Linked DNA regions of Sus scrofa: region 2 is linked to region 1. Evidence: chromatin contacts called from public HiChIP or PLAC-seq data. All regions are on one chromosome and are shown on one strand. Each heading gives the region's core, a stretch centred on a gene start, on an enhancer-like site or on the middle of the called end of the contact. The rest is flanking DNA. Distances are from core to core; before and after follow the strand shown.

What was found. HiChIP or PLAC-seq counts read pairs in DNA pulled down with a chosen protein or histone mark.
Region 2: a contact with region 1 is called in an H3K27ac HiChIP or PLAC-seq map of skeletal muscle, with 3 times the contacts expected there. The contact joins two enhancer-like sites. A contact is called at or near these places in 4 of 47 Hi-C or Micro-C datasets (embryonic fibroblasts, fetal heart ventricle, fetal skeletal muscle and 1 more) and 1 of 2 datasets of contacts at active chromatin or transcription factors (skeletal muscle).

The regions. Positions count from the first base shown.
Region 1 is chr6:84,712,341-84,715,251 of Sscrofa11.1, reverse strand. No RefSeq gene overlaps it. Among named protein-coding and RNA genes, the nearest start is that of WASF2, 16 kb to the right of the region's middle. Within about 2 kb of position 1,466, at least 16 of the 83 cell types and tissues checked have an H3K27ac peak or open chromatin away from gene starts, as enhancers often do. A contact at or near this core is called in omental adipose tissue and skeletal muscle, where this site is marked.
Region 2 is chr6:84,796,091-84,798,790 of Sscrofa11.1, reverse strand. The region is part of intron 2 of LOC110261122 (ankyrin repeat domain-containing protein 34A-like); the gene reads left to right. Among named protein-coding and RNA genes, the nearest start is that of AHDC1, 23 kb to the right of the region's middle. Within about 2 kb of position 1,375, at least 29 of the 83 cell types and tissues checked have an H3K27ac peak or open chromatin away from gene starts, as enhancers often do. A contact at or near this core is called in omental adipose tissue and skeletal muscle, where this site is marked.

The sequences.
Region 1 (2,911 bases), core at 217-2,716:
GATAAAGAGGAGTTCCCGGGAGTTCCTGTCCTGGCTCAGTGGTTAACGAATCTGACTAGGAATCATAAGGTTGAGGGTTCGATCCCTAGCCTTGTTCAGTGGGTTAAGGATCTGGTGTTGCCGTGAGCTGTGGTGTAGGTTACAGACGCAGCTCGGGTCTGGCATTGCTGTGGCTGTGCTGTAGGCCGGTGGCTACAGGTCCAATTAGACCCCTAGCCTGGGAACCTCCATATGCCGCAAGTTCGGCCCTAGAAAAGACAAAAAAAAAAAGAGGCGTTGCATTTGTTGCTCAGCAGTAACAAACCAGAGTAGTATCAATGGAGACTGGGGTGTGATCCCTGGCCTTGCTCAGTGGGTTAAGGATCTGACATTGCCATGAGCTGTGATGTAGGCCGGCAGCTGCAGCTCTGATTCAACCTCCTAGGCTGGGAACCTCCATATGCCTCGGATGTGGCCCTAAAAAAAGAAAAAAAAAATGGAGATAAGGAAACTAAAGCTCAGGGTAGAGGAATGACTCCAAAGCCTGTTTATTTTCCTGCCTGTGTGGTGGCAGTACTTTATATCTAATTGCTTTTATATCTATTGCCACATTTAATCCTCACAACAACTGCATAAGTAGTATTTCATCATCCCACTTTACAGATGAGGAAACTGAGGCATGGGAGGGTTAAGAAATTTGCCTAAGCTTAGAAATGACATGGGTGGGCGTCGAACCTTGGGAGTTAAGCTCTTTTTTTTTTTTTTTTTTTTTTTTTTTTGTCTTTCGTCTTTTTAGGGCCGCCCCTGCAGCATATGGAGGTTCCCAGGCTAGGGGTCTAATCTGAGCTGTAGCCACCAGCCTACACCACAGCCACAGCCGAGCCACGTCTGCAACCTACACCACAGCGCACAGCAACACCGGATCCTTAACCCACTGAGTGAGGCCAGGGATCGAGCCCGGAACCTCATGGTTCCTAGTCTTGGATTCGTTTCCACTGTGCCAAGACGGGAACTCCAAGGGAGTTAAGCTCTTAACTCTACGTTCTGCTGTCTTTTACCACTAGTATAATTATAACTCGGTTCCATCACTTGGCTACCAAGCCCTCTGCCTCAGTCATCCATCTGAGGAATGGGATTTGATCAAGATGCTCTGAGTGCCCCCTGCTTGTAAAGCCAGGAAGAGGCAGAAATGTGATCCAAGCTGAAGGGAGGGCCCTCTGGAAGGAACTGGGGGACTGGAGCTTGACTCTGCCTCTTACCCTCTGTCCTGCAGCCCCAGGATAGCTGGGTAGGGCCCCGGGGAGCTGCTCAGAGAGAGGCCCCTTCTAGCCTGAGCTCACAACAACATCCTCCTTCCTGGCCTGTGGCCTGAGAAGGTGGCGCTTTCCTGGGGCCAAGGCCGAAGCAGCAGCAGCCCCCCTTCCTCCTCAAGGCTCAGCTGTGGGGCGGCTGCCCAAGCTCCCGCCTTTCCTACTCCCTGGCCAAGTTGCTGCTCTGTGGTCACCTGGACCCAATTTCCTCCTTCCTGCCTCCGCCCATCTCTGGGAAGCGCCCCTGGGCTGCCCTGCCAATTTCCAGAGGCTTCTCCCCAGGAAGCCATCTCTGTCTTCCCCCCACCCCCACCTCCAGGTCTCCTGCCCCTACTTGGAACATTCTAGCTCTCCCTTCAGCCCCACACGTAGAGAATCACTTGGACCATCAGGCCATTTTCCATTTGGTTCCTGGCTGAACATTGGGTCCCCCTGGCCAGACTGTGAGTTCCCTTTGCTAGAGCGGTTCTCACATCCTGTGCTTTCCTCTCCCCCCACAGTGCCTGGCAGGGAGGAGGCCAGAGCCAGAGCTGCCGGTGCTCCAGGAAATGAAACTTGGTGCTCAGAGGCCTGGAGCCAGCATCACTGGCTTTTGAAGCCAACCTCATTTTAAGTGAAGAAACCCAGAAGGCCCGGGAGGAAAGGGACTTGCCCAGGGTCACCCAGAGTCCAGGCCAGGACTCAAACCCAGGTCTTCTGACCAGGCTCTTGATGCCCTACGCGGATCAAATTTCTAATCCCCCAGGTCCATATTTTTAAGCAGGAAACCAAAATAATTCCTGACAATATATATATATATATATATATATATATTTTTGTTTTGTTTTGTTTTGTTTTGTTTTGTTTCACCCATGGCATGTGGAAGTTCCCAGGCCAGGGATTAAACCCATGCCACTGCAATGACCCAGGCCACAGCAGAGACAACACTGGATTCTTAACCCACTGAGACCAGGGAATTCCATCTGACAATGTATTGCCGGAACCTGGGGGTTTAATTCTGTCCAGATGCCATATCTGGAAAAGCCCTAAAGTGATTCTCCAACCTCCCTCCATCCTACCCCTCCCCGTGTTATAAACAAGCAAACTGAGACCCAGAAAGCAGAGGGACCTCTTCAAGGACACACTGAGCTGGAGTGAGAGCTGAGATTCATTCATTGAACAAAGTTTGCGTTTTTGTTTGTTTGTTTGTTTTTAGCATTTAAGAATGCTAAGCTTGGAGTTCTCGTTGTGGCTTATCAGGTTAAGAACTGACCAGTATCCATGAGGATATGGGTTCGATCCCCGGCCTCGCTCAGTAGGTTAAGGATTCAGCATTGCTTCAAGCTGTGGTGTGGGGCACAGATGTGGCTCAGATCTGGTGTTGCTATGGCTGTGGTGTAGGCCTGCAGTGGCATCCTAGCCTGGGAACTTCCATATGTCGAAGGTGCAGCCCTAAAAAGGAAAAAAAATGCCAAGCTCTGTGCTGGGTGCTGAGACTATAAGGGTAAAAAAAGACAGCCATTGTTGGAAGGGACATGAGGGGGCTCCTGGGTACAGAAAATGTTCAGGATCATAATGGCCTGCATCTTTTCTGTTTTGTTTTGTTTTTGTTTTTTAGGGCTGCACCCATGGGGGAATTCCCC
Region 2 (2,700 bases), core at 126-2,625, 84 kb before region 1:
CACTGGCTCAAGCCACTACCTCCTCTTGCCTCTGTTCCCCATTGGATAGGGGCTTCCTCCAGGCAGATTCGATCCCCCTCACTTTTCCTCTCTGTCCCACCCACCCCCTTTTCTTTTAAATTTGGTTTGTGGAATACCGAGCTCTGTCTCATGTCAGCCACCCAAGACCAGGGGTACCGTGGTACCAGATGCCCAGGCACTTCTAGTCTGATTAGTGAGGTCAAGCAGACTCACTGTCATGGGATGGAGCCCAGCTCTGTCTCTGGGTCCCCTGGGTCTTTTGGGACAGAGCCGGGGAGGGGAAGCCAGGATGGGGAGCCAGGATGGGGTGGAGCTGGGAACTGTAGGGGGAGGCAAGGGTAACATTGTTGCTAATGTCAGCAGATGGGCCCCCCAGGGAGGTGGGGAGGAGAGAGACAGAGACTGCCTCACGGGACATGGAGAGAGGAAAGATGGTGACAGAAGCCAGTGATGAGGGGGTGAGCGAGAAAACAGTCAAGGAGAAGAGCCAGAATCGCAGCCCCTGGAGATGGCGACCAGGGGACCAAGAAGGGCTAGGCACATGCCACTCCCACCCCAAGAGCCTGAAATGAGTGGGTACGGAGCACCTCTCACCCAGGGTGAGATGCCGGCTCGGATTGTATTTGGAGGAGAGACAAGCCAGTGTCTCTGGGAGGAGGGAGGAGGACAGGTGGGGGAGAGGGAAGGACTCGGGAGGAGGGAGACCTGGGAGACCGGGGGATTCCAGGGGTCACTTGACCAGTGCTCCTGCCCCGGGGCAGCGTCTCCCCACTGCCTTCTCTGAACCTCTGGGCACAGAGCCCAGCTCTTCTTTGGACCGGGGGCGGGGCCTGAGGCAGGTACGGCGCCTCACAGGTTGTGGGCGCTCTGTGCCAGGAGGCACCAGGGTTTTATAAGCAGGGAACATGAAGAACCTTAGACACACCAGGGGCGTCATCCAGTTGGATTCCCGCCCCCCCACCTTGTTGGGCAGGAGGAAACCCAGTCTAGAGAGGGGGGCCGCTTGCCCCCGTCAGACCCTTGGCAGAGCCAGGCCTGGGACCTAGCTCTTTCCCTCCACCTCTCTCTGTAGTTGGAGACTTGGAACAGCTACAGGGGGCCTCCTGGGTGCAGAGGGGGGCCGGAGCCTGGGGAGAGGAGCGGGCGGGCACCCTTGTGGCCAGAGCCCCCCCAGGGGAGGGGGAGGCGCTGCTGCTGCCGGAGAGAGAGGGAGGGAGGGGAGAGAGGAGGGGAAACAGTGAGTCAGGCTTCCAAGAGCTGAGGATGAGAGAGCCAGAGCTGGGAGGGAGAGGGCAGGGAGGGCTGCTCAGAAGTGCGGAGAGGGAGGGGGCCCAGCAAGGGGCAAGGAGAGCTCTAGAGGGAGGGAGCCAGACCCTGGCCCCGGCCCAGCAGCAGGGCTGTGGGGAGGGTGCAGCCAGTGGTGGACTTTGCCCGTGGCAGGTCAGGAAGGAGCCAGTTCTGCCCCCGCGGCGTCCCTTCCTTTCCCTATTCCTGGTTTATGATCCCACCCTGGGGTCTCAGGAGGAATGGCTGTGTCATCCCCTCCCTTCCTCAGTTTCCCATCTACTGCGGGGTTTGGGAGCTACTCTCAGAGGGGCATGGGGGAAGCAGAGCCTCCAGGGAGGTGTCGAGGGGCACCTCCTCAAGCCACGCCGCCCCTTTGGAGGCTCCCGCCAGTCAGGGTAGGGTGGCAGGTCTTTCGGGGTTCCCTTCCCCTTGAGCCCTCTGGGAGTTACTGGACCAGGGAGTGGGGGTCATGGGCCGTGAGTGCTGGGATGCAGTGTGTGTGTGTGTGTGTGTGTGTGTGTGTGTGTGTGTGTGCGCGCGCGTGCTGCTGGTCTGGCTGTGGCAGGTGGACTGACTGGGGCCTCCCAGGATGGCCAGTGCCTGGACAGGGCTGTGATTTCCACATGTCCAGAGCCAGCCTCCATTTGGGGAGTAGGCAGACACTCGTGTGACCCCCCTATATCCCTGTGGGTCAGATGCTCTGGGGCAGCTGGGAGGGGAGTGATCCCTGTGGGAGCTGGTGAGGACTGCCTGTGCGGCCCCTCATGTCTGGAGCTGGGACCAGAACTGGAGGGATCCCCAGAGGCTGCCTGGAAGGGAGGAGGGAGGGGCCCCCTCCCAGCCGGCTCACAGGAAGCCATCTCTAGCCCCTCCCTAGAGCGAGGCCTGGCACTGCCCCCCCACTTGGCCCGTCCCTCCTGGATCCTTAGCATCTCTTTCTTCCACTAGGGGATGGGGAAGGTGGGCACTAAAGCTCCCTCTCCCACAGGGCCTGGCTTTGGGGGGAATGGTGAAGTGAGGGCAAAGTGGGGGCCCCTGCCTCCCTCCCCCTTCTGCACGTGTACACAGACTGAGCTGCAGGGAGGCCCTGCTTTCTCTCCTCTTTCTGCTCTGGGGTCCTTGGCTTGGGAGCCCAGGGGAGGGGCCGCTTCTGCAGCTGGCTGGCCCCCCGAACTCCCAGCTCAGCCCAGCTGCTACCGAAGCTTCCAGAAGCTGCAGCTCTGCCCCCTCTTCCCACCCTCTGAACCAGGAAAGGCTTTTGCTGACCTGGGGGAGGGCGCCTTGTGAGCGAGTGGGCACCCTTAGAAGGACTAGCACAGACAACCAGACAGATGGGTGGCGGAGCAGATGGACAGAGACACCCACGCACAGGCAGACGGAGAGAGACGGACA